2 separate regions of the Mus musculus genome follow, and region 2 is linked to region 1. A link is a contact called in public HiChIP or PLAC-seq data. All regions are on one chromosome and are shown on one strand. The core of a region is the stretch at or near the end of the contact, and the rest is flanking DNA. Distances in the headings are between cores, read along the strand shown.

What was found. HiChIP or PLAC-seq counts read pairs in DNA pulled down with a chosen protein or histone mark.
Region 2: a contact with region 1 is called in an H3K27ac HiChIP or PLAC-seq map of extraembryonic endoderm stem cells. The contact joins two enhancer-like sites. A contact is called at or near these places in 32 of 484 Hi-C or Micro-C datasets (the 3T3-L1 cell line, 3T3-L1-derived adipocytes, the AML12 cell line and 22 more), 14 of 115 datasets of contacts at active chromatin or transcription factors (the HPC-7 cell line, the NIH/3T3 cell line, craniofacial prominence and 9 more) and 3 of 9 other capture datasets (adipose tissue, embryonic stem cells and liver).

Annotation. Positions count from the first base shown.
Region 1 is chr14:7,838,017-7,842,989 of GRCm38.p6, reverse strand. The region is part of intron 1 of Flnb (filamin, beta); the gene reads right to left. Among named protein-coding and RNA genes, the nearest start is that of Flnb, 23 kb to the right of the region's middle. Within about 2 kb of position 2,864, at least 26 of the 459 cell types and tissues checked have an H3K27ac peak or open chromatin away from gene starts, as enhancers often do. A contact at or near this core is called in extraembryonic endoderm stem cells and trophoblast stem cells, where this site is marked.
Region 2 is chr14:7,949,566-7,954,815 of GRCm38.p6, reverse strand. Flnb (filamin, beta) reads right to left here. Exons shown (of 46, transcript NM_134080.1): 46 at 3,228-4,511. The coding sequence ends at 4,324. Among named protein-coding and RNA genes, the nearest start is that of Gm45521, 5.1 kb to the left of the region's middle. Within about 2 kb of position 1,790, at least 118 of the 459 cell types and tissues checked have an H3K27ac peak or open chromatin away from gene starts, as enhancers often do. A contact at or near this core is called in extraembryonic endoderm stem cells and trophoblast stem cells, where this site is marked.

The DNA.
Region 1 (4,973 bases), core at 1,615-4,114:
GTGCAGCAGCCGAAGCTAGACACTGGAGCCACGCTGGACAAACTTGCTGCAAAGCCAGAGGCAACACACTGGAAGTAATCTACTCTGATTAGCGTTTGGGGAGATCCTTGGCCTTGAGCAAATGCATCGATCCAGTTTTCCAGGAGAAGCCATCCTGCCTCAGACAGCGATGCAGACTGCAGGAAGGAAGAGCCCCCACACTGGGGCAGAGGCAGCTCCAAGAGCTCCCAAGGTGCTGATCTGGGCACTGCTTCCAGGCAGGAAGGAGCCAGCCACGTAAGCCAATTGGAACTTCGGGTGACATGTTCCTAGCTTGGAGACGGGCCCTGGACATGGCTTATTTTTAACATCTTGGACTGAAAAAGTACTTAATGCCCTCAACCAGACCAAAAAAAAAGAAAGAAAAGAAAAAAAAATCACCCCATCTTTCCCTCTGGAGCCATCTAATTTTCATGACAACTTCTTTAAGATGATTTTCCACCAACCCGAATTTGTTTAATGGTGGTGTCATGTCCACAGCTGACTGGAGTGGATTCCCTCACATAAGCTGAACTGGATTCTCCCTAGAGATTTCTGCATGAGTGTAGGACCAAGATGTGAACAGCCAGAGGAGTGGGTAAGGCAGGGTGTATACAATGCCACAGAGATTCACACAGAGAGAAAGGGGGTGGGGGTGGGGTGGGAGGCAGACACTACGATAATGACAGGACCAGGAACCTCAATTGCTTTTGATCTTGTGCTCCTAACCCCCCCGCCCCCCCGCCCCTGTACAGGTTTGTGAATCCAAGTTCCTTACAGGGATCTAATATCCAGCATAAAGGTGGGTACTTGTGACAGCACTTTCACATAAGGACTGGTTTAGAGAAAGGTGTCTATCTCAGGAGTATACACAGCAATGCTTATGTGCCCCTGCTGGAGTTGGGGGAGCCTTGGGTTTGGGAGGACTAAGTCTATGATATCAAAGTATCAAGAGTAATAGTCTCAAAAAATTTTTAAGAAGATTTTCTCAATTGTGTTCAAAAGAGTGATAACTACTAAATTTCCAATTTTATTATTTATTTTTAGTTTAAGGCTTGGTTTTCTTTTTGTTGTTGTTTTGGAAACAGGGTCCCACTACGTAGCTCTCTCTGGCCTAGAACTCATTTTGTAGCCCAGGCTGGCCTTCAACCCATAGAGATCCAACTGTCTCTGCCTCCCAAGTGCTGAAAGCAAAGGTATGCGCTGCCACTTCCAGCAAGCTTTTGTTTTCTTAGAATGACCCAACAATGCTTTAGTAAGACCAAGCAGTGGTGGTGCATGCCTTTATCCCATCACTCAGGAGTCAGGGACAGCCAGGTCTCCAGAGGGAGTTCCAGGGCAGCCAGGGCTACACAGAGAAACTCTGTCTCAAAAAACCCCAAAACAAGCAGCACTCTCTGCCCCACCCCCACCCCCAAAGGTCTGTGAAACTCTCCAACTGCTTCCTGGTGTACTTGAAGACCTGAAGTCTAGACAGGTGGATGACTGTCAACTCACACTTGCGCCTCCATGGTTAACTTCCTCCCAGCTTCCTGCTCCCTGCCAGGTTTCCCAGAATAAAAGCCATTAGCAGGGCATGGCCAGGCCTGTTAGTGCAGGCCTGAAATCCCAGCGATTTGGGAGGCTGAGGCAAAAGGGTTGCTACTGAAGGGTTGTCTGAGCTATAGAGCAATAAATTAACAACTCAAAGTCAGCCTGGGCAACGTTGAAATCTTACCTCAAAATAAATAGCAAGATGAAGCTGGGCGTGGTGGCACCTGCCCAGCCCCTGGGAGGCAGAGGCAGGTAGCTCTCTAAGTTTGAAGTCAGCCGGTCTACATAGTAAGTTCCAGGATAGCCAGGAGGATGATAGAGAATCTATCTTTCAAAAAGTCAAGATGAGGGCTGGAGGGATGGCTTAGCAGTTAAGAGCACTGACTGCTTTTCCAGAGGTCATGAGTTCCAATCCCAGGAACCACAGCCCTCTTCTGGGGTGACTGAAGATAGCTACAGTGTACTTACATATAATCAATAAATAGGCCGGAGCGAGACAGAGGGGTGGGGGGGAGTTAAGATGAGGAATGGAGAGAAGAGTTTGATGGTAGAATTGCTTGCAGCACAGCATGCCTGAGGCAAAAGGTTTAATCCTCTCTCTCTCTCTCTCTCTCTCTCTCTCTCTCTCTCTCTCTCTCTCTCTCTCTCTCCCTCTCCTCTCTCCTCTCCAGAATAGGCTCTCAAGAATAGGGTAAGAACCTACAGACGCCAAGGTCCCTAAAAGTGACTGTTAAAGCATCTCCTAATAAGAATCCATAACCGGAGTTATCGCTTGGCCAAGTCTCCAGGGCAGCCTGGGAAAGCAGGCCGCGATGCTCCAGTGCTCAGGTTTCTAGAAGGCCTTTTCATTCTAGAGCACAGGAAATCCACACAGCACAAATGGCACAGCTGAGTGACATGGGAAAAGTGGCAGTCATCTAAGGCTCCTGTGAGGACAAGGGGTAGAACAGGGTCGTGTGGGACACTGAAGAAATGAAATGTTTTCCCAAATCACCCACAGAAAGAATCTCAAGAATGCTAAAATCCCAAGAACTCTACAACAGACAGAGGCAGAAGCCTGCAAGTGAGTGTAAAAGGCCGGGAACCTTTCCGGGGCTATTTGATATGGTGGGGTTGGGACCACCCAGGTGGCCACAGTGAAGACAGGATGGAAGCCGCCAGAGGGAAGTCCACAAAGAAAAATCAAGAAGGAGGGCAGGGAAGACACGTGAAGTAAGCCTGCGGAATTTCAAAAGCATATCTGGATGACCTAGAGCTATCTGTGTAATTGTTTACTGGTGATTGCAAGGCTGCACTCAGGGTGACTTCGCTCCAAGGCAAGTTATGTGAACTGCCCTTACCTGATAAGTATCCAAGATACCAATGCAACAGGAGTAGATATGTTACCTATTATTTGGAAACTGAGTTTGGAATTTAGACCCCATTGCTGGTAGTGGCGGAACAATCAGATCTTTAGGAAAATCAAGTCCTTCACTAGAGCAAGGAGCCATCTGGGTCCAGGACCTGCGACATCAGATGGCCTGAGGGCCCTGCTTAATATCCGTTGGATACAGACTAACCTGGCACACCAGGTTTGATGGCTGCAACAGATGCATACACCTGGTGACTGACTGCTGCAAATCCCTTCTCTTCACACATGAGAACAGAGAGCTGGCTATAATCACATAAAGTATACAGAAAGCAAAAAAGTTTTCTGTCCATCAAGACGCTTAAGTTCTGGGTCTGGAACTCAAGCTATCTTCCCACCTCTGCTGCCGGGCAAGGCTCGGCCTCACGTTTAACTGAGGCACCTCAGTCAGTTTCCTCGTTTGTGAAGTTAGGACTAACATCATTCCACAGATTGGGTTTGCACTCACAACCCTCCCGCCTCAGCCTCCTAAAGAGTGGGATTACAGGTGTGCCCCCATACACAACAGCAGCATTCTGTAAAGAACTCATTTAGTCCCTACCAATCAGGTTCTGATAAGATACTGGCTCCTATCAGGACTTACAGGTATAGTCTAGAAGTCTCCCACCCAACACACTTAATAAAAGGGCCCAGAAGTTCAGAGAGAAAAATGCAAACAACTATCCTTTGCTAGGCAGAGGCGGGCTCAGTGGGAGTGAAAGATAACTATTTATGTACACTCCTCCTGAGTACCAGTTTCTGGCAGTTTGCTTTTGCTGCTTGAACCAGGGTGCATAAGATGCTAACCTTATAAAAGAGCCTAAGAACGTGGTCTCTCCCTCTCCCTGTCTGTGTGTGTGTGTGTGTGCATGTGTGCCTGTGTGTGTGTGAGTGTGTGTGTGTGTGTGTGTGTCTGTGTCTGTGTGTGTTGGGAAGGAGGCAGGATTGTCTCTGCACCACCACAGGGATCTGGCTTGCTTCTGTGATCCTCTTCAGGTTACGAGAATACAGCTCCTTACCAGAAGCAGGTACTTGCCTTGAACAATTAAGAATAAAACTTGCACCTACCCACCAATAATAATACCATCCTTGGCAAATAGAAAGGAGAGAGGGCAACAAAGCAACAGATGTCCTCCCCAGAGTGCTGCAGAGCACGTCCGGATTCATCAGGAAGAAAGCAAGCAGCACACGCTGCATTTTCAGTTCCCCAGCAGGCTGACTGCAAGTCAGGTGTACAGTGAGAGCCTTGGTTTACCCCCAGATTAATGCTGAAATACTAATAATAACACTGGGTATCACTTCCCACCTTTAGAAACAGGCCTTCCCTACATGCAAGCTACAGGGGGTGGGGGGTGCAAACAAAACCAAAACCAAAACAAAACAAAAAAGAAAACCCAAGACACCACTTTTCTGTAGCATTTGCTGATCCAGGTGTTGTGGCGCCTGCATACTTAGAAGATGAGGCTGGAAGATTCCCAATTCAAGACCTTACCAAGTTCAGGCCCAGGCAACTTGTCAAGTTCAAAAGTTGTTTGGGCAATTTATTGAGCCCCTGACTCAAAATAAAAATGAAACTGGGCAGAGCATGTAGCTCAGGGGTAGCTTGCTTAGAGCACGAGAGCCCTGGGGCTCAGTCTCAAGTAGCAAAAGAAACAGGTTTTGTTTTTTCTTTTTTCTTTTCTCTGTTCCAGTGGCATTGTATTGGGTGTGCTATGGTGCTTGCCTGAGATCCTAGCACTTGGAGGGAGGGGGGCACAGCAAGAAGGTCAGGATCCTGTTCACTGTCCGCCTCCAGACAGGGTGAGATCAAGACTAACTCCAGATACCCTGTCGCAAACAAATTGAGAATGAAACGGCTGTTCTATGATTTATTTTTTCACCAATCATATCTTGATCAAGGAAAGCAAAAATTGAGAACCAGCCAGAGCCAACCACCCCCATATATAACCATCCACTTAACCACTTTGATAATCCTTGTTTAGTGATAAAAACAAATAATCCTTGTTTTTGAGGCAAGGTCTGATTATGTAGCCTC
Region 2 (5,250 bases), core at 541-3,040, 110 kb before region 1:
GCTTGGGGGGAAGTCAGGGGTAGGGCATGAACCTCCTGGCCTGTGCTTAGAATCATTACAGAATCATCTCCCACAGAGGGAGCCATGACACTCCAACATACAGGCATCCTGAAAGCTCTGGTTTGCTCAGGTCTGTGGGGGATAAATGGGATGAACGAAAAGGGGTCTTAGCTTAGAATGTAAGGTCCCTACTATCTCCCCATTTTACAGATGAGCATGGAGATCACTGCCTGAGGTGCAAGTCCCCTGGCAAGCCACAGGGCTGGGACTGAAATTTAGACCTGAAATTGCTGCAGCTGACACACTGCTTACTGAATCCTCACACACTGGGCCGTTCTGCTATTCAGACAGTGGGGCCCAGAGACAGAATCTCTGCTAAACTTCCCTCTCTGAGAACACCCTGCCCAGGTTTGGCTGGACCCAAAGAATGTGCCCCGCCTCAGTGGTGACTGGGCGAGCCAACACATCCTGGTGGTGTGGAAGGGTGGGTGGGTGGCTAGACAGAGGGAAGCACTGGCAATAAAAGGCCAGTCGATTCTTTGTCCTGGGGAGGGAGATAAACACGTTCAAAGCTCAAAGCACCCTAGGATACGTGCCACAAGTCAGGCTTGCTATTCCGGCCTCCCAGCAGCTGCCTTTGAGAATGCTGAGGAAGAGAAAAAGGGTGTGAGGGGTGGGTCCTGAAATTCCACATACATGAGCTGGTCCTCACAGCCTTGGGGGCCCAGACAAAGCAGAGAAGGATCTTTTGTTTGCAAGGGCCCCTCCCACCATGCACTTGGCCAAATCTTTAGGAAAAGGCCAAAGGAAAAAGAAACTGAATCCAGCTTGCTTAAAGCCTCTACTTTTGACACTTATAAGAAAAAAAAAAATAGTGAATTTTATTTGGTGAGGCCCACTTTGGTTTTTGACCCAGGTCTCTCCCATGGTTTGGAACTTGTAATTAAGTTAGGCTGCCTGGATGCTTTCATGCCCAATCTTTTCACGTGGGTGCTGGTGATGAAACTCAGGTGTTTTACCACAGGGCTGTATAATATTCTCAATTCTCTCATTCTCCCACTTAGGTACAGATTTCAGGGGTGGGCCTGGGGGTGTGGCTTAGGGATAGATTGCTTGTATTAGATCGGCTCACTAATTTTTAAAAACAAAACCAACTAACCCCAAACCGGAATACTCCACCTCTCCAGTGTTGGCTTTGCAAGCTGTGAAAAACAAACCTAAGGAATAAGAAAGACTAGAACACTCATTTCCCCTCAATCCTTTCGACGTTTTTCATTCTGCTGCCCTGAGCAGCTTTGGCCGTCCTAGAACTAGCTCTGTAGACTCGAGTTGCTGGCCTCAAACTCAAGCTCCAAATGCGTCTGCCTCCTGTGCGCTGGGATTAAAGGTGTGTGTTGCCACTACCCTATGTACTGAGTTATATAACAAATACATCAAGTTGTGGCTTTTAAGGCAGCTTGAAGACCTAGAACAGGTTGCTAAGGGCTAGTGTGTGTGAGTGAGCTGGTTAGTATTTGCTCCTTGTAGTCTCCTAGCAAGCCCTCCCCTGTTAGTTGGGAGGTAGAGAGGTCGCCCAGGGTGGGCAGGGGCTACACTTTCTATTGACCACTGAATAATGACACCCTGGACTCATTAGCTTCAGCCAGGGCACAGGAAAGCCAAGCAGCCAAAGTCAGGAAGGACCTGGCCCCAGGCCCACAAGTTTCAAAGTTTTCAGGGTATTGACATAAACAATAGCCTGTTTCCATGGTAGCCAAGCCCAGGTGCAGATAAGAGCTGCCCTCTGGTTCTAGGCACTGAGAGCAACAGGTCTCCACCCCACAGGCCCTGATGTCACAGGCAGCAATTGCGGGGCTGCACCTCAAAGGTAAAACTATTATCACCTACTGGGTGCCAATCACCAGCCAGCTCACACACACTCTGACAGAGGGTGTCCGTAGAAAGTAACAAGCAAAGGACTGTTCCTAAAAATACCAGTGGGAATTCGTGGGAATCTCCCCCTCCCCCGCCAGCCAGACTCGACTCGGCCGGTTAGGACTCAGTGTTTAGACGTTAGGACACCTTACACCAAAGTCAATGTTTAGTGTACAAACGCTGCCTCCTCCAGCAAACCTAACTGGGTTGGAGGGGTTGATGAATCCCCTGGGCTTCTCTGGCAAAGCCAGCATCGCGCCAGACATGTTATGTGAGGACTCTTCAGGGAGTCCCCAGCCCTACAGAGCCCAGGAGTCTAGGCGAGGGTTTCAAGGCGCAGAGACGAAAGGGCGCATCTGCCTTACCTTCCTCCAAGCTCAGAGGTAAACAGATTATCATTCTAATATGTAGCCAGGTAAGGGGAAAAACAAAGCCAGAATACAATAGAGAAAGCAGAGCAGGGGATGCAGTTGGAGACTGCTTGCCTACAATGTACAGAGTCCAGGGCTTGATCTCAGCACAGTATACACTTTAAAAAAAGCTCAAGGTCCTAGTTGGCTACAGGGAGAGTCCCAGGCTAGCCCGGGATACAAGAGACCCTGTCACATACATATACATACCATCACTAAAAATGATGCAGGTTCCCTGCCTGAACCTCTGATCCCCACACTCCTCCCGGCCTGGAGGCCTTTCCGCCTCCATGGGTACTGCCAGCTTTTCTAGGACTCTGGTAACCCTTCTCCTCCGAGCTGCTTGCCTGTAGTGTGATGTGTAAGAACACTCATTCTTAGTCAGAAGGTATATGCCCAACTCTATCCCCATATGAGGTCTGGGCTGTATGCCTGGTGGAAACTGTACCCATGTTTGTTCTGTCATATGTAAACCGTCACCCGACCACTATAAGGATTCATAGCTGGAGGGTTAACATCAGCAATCGTTTCTCCTCGGGAGGGCAGGTGGAGGCACTCAGTACTGGGTCGAAGGGTGCAGGGGCATGTGAGAGATCCTATCTGAGAACATTTCCCAGAACACAGATTCCTGATGGTATCAGGCAAGAGGCCTGCTTAATTAAAAGCCATTGCCTCTACCTGGGCTCCATATCTAGGGTTCCTAAGAAGTCACGATGGTATCATGGCCCGCATGTTCTCTTGAGTCCCTTGCCTGAGGTTGGCCCTGGCTTCTCAGAAAAGGACCACCCTTTGCAAGAAAAGGACTGGCCCATTGTTAAATAACATCTGCACTCAAAGAGATGGTGGGTGGGGAGTGATCAGAGGCCCACACCACTGATTCCACTCCAAGAATGACAGGGAGCGTTTATGGAGCAAACATTTTATTTAATAAGTTATAAGATACACTTTATAGTCGGCATTTGATTCCAGTTCGGTCTCCGTGTCTATTCCGCCTTTCACATCCGGCTTCAGCTGCTCCAGGTCCTAACAGGTGGCTTTTAGCACCCACACCTCTCCAGCTGCTGTGCCTTGGTGCGGGACACCTACTCCACCCCTGCCACATTCATGAGAACCACCACACCCCATTGTGTGTGTGTGTGTGTGTGTGTGTGTGTGTGTGTGTGTGTGTGTGTGTAACACTCGCTCCAGCCATTTGACAGCCTGACAATGCTTACACCAAAACCTTTAGAGACCTCAGGTGGGTGCACGTGCTAGTGTCTTGGTCATTAAGGCCTCTCATGGGTCATAAGAGGGGTACCCATCCCTTCCAGCTTTTGCAAGGAGGAGGTCCTGAAATAATTTATCAGTGGTCTCTGCCATTTAGCAGCCGCAATGAACTCTGGGGGCAGCTGGCAGAGGCCCTGCATTTGGCCATGAGCACATGCCTTCAAGGCTGTTAATAAAGAAGTAGGCAGGTACAGAATTCCAAAAATGGGGTATGGAGTGTTCTGCATGCCTTCTGCTCCAGAGCTGGCTTTAGGATGAAGTCAAAGTGATCAGGGCCCCAAGACGAAGCCCAGGCATGGAGTATAATCTGGGTCAGACTTTCTTATTTGTTGTCTAGTCTTGAGGAAAGTGGGTTGCACTGTTCTTTGGCAAGTGGGGTGCAGGACCCCCTTCTGCAATGACATTCTTGTTTGGTTATCGCTTGAGTAGACCAGAAGCTTAGGAGAGCCAGTCAGTCCTGTCCATGTTCTTGTTCCGTCTGCAATGACCTTTGAAATTAAGAGTCTTGATTTGGGCAGAGGGCTCTGCACTTTTTTGGCCCCAGCTTGCTTTCTGAAGATGTCCCACATGACCTCGAGTCAAGTCTAGGGCACCAAGGCACTTGGAGTGAGCGGCAAGGTTTGGGATGGGGACGCTGGCCCACCAGCAGGCTGTGGACATTGTAAAAAATGAATTACAAACTAGCAACAAAAGCAACCGGAAGGGACACGTCCAGCATTGGCTATCAGATGCTTTAAGGCACGGTGACATGAAAGGGGCTACCGGGGATGTGCTCTTCCCCCCACTTCACAGCCAGAACGTAATCGCCCCTCTCCTTGACGACGTAGGTGACGTTGTACTGTTGCTTGCCCACATGCTTCATGGAGACCTCTTCACAGGGGGTGGTGGGCCCATGGACCCCAATCAACAGCATGTTGGACCCTGCGGGAAGAGGAGGTTGTTACTGACCTGACCAATCAGGACAAGCAGAGATGTGACAAAGGTAGAGAGATGAGGGATAACTGGCCGAGCTGGGATGATGGCACCAGAGTCCTTTCACTGGTGGCAAATCGTGGCCATGATCAGTAGAGACAACCTGATTTGGGCTCACATGCCAGCCCTCACACCCTTTGCTTTGGTGACCTCAGACAGGAAAAGCTCTCTACCTAAACTGCAAACCAGGAAGGCCACAAGCTGCCTCTTTTTTTGCTTTTTTTTTTTTTTTTAAAGACACAGAATCTCTGTGTAGCCCAGGCTGTCCTGGAACTGGCTCTGTAGACCAGGCTGGTCTCAAACTGAGAGATCCACCCATGTGCACCACCACAGGTAACTTTACCAGCTGCCTCTTCAAGCTTCTGTATGCCATAGAAGTGACTGAGTCAAACTCTTAGCACATAGAACTACAGAACTGCCAGCTGTTAGAATCTTATTTTTGAGAGAGCCTTAGGGAAAGCACACTGATTCCCACTTGGGAAAAGATCACTTCTAGGTGATCCCGTTAAGCAACCCATCCAAGGTACCTAAGCACAAAGCTTTGGGAAGGAAGGAAGGAAGGAAGGAAGGAAGGAAGGAAGGAAGGAGCAACTGACTTCCAGCCCAGGTGTGCTGGGTGCTAGAGCTAGGCAACTCAGCACTGAAACCTAAGGAAATAATGTACATGTGTGTGAGGGTGTCAGAGACC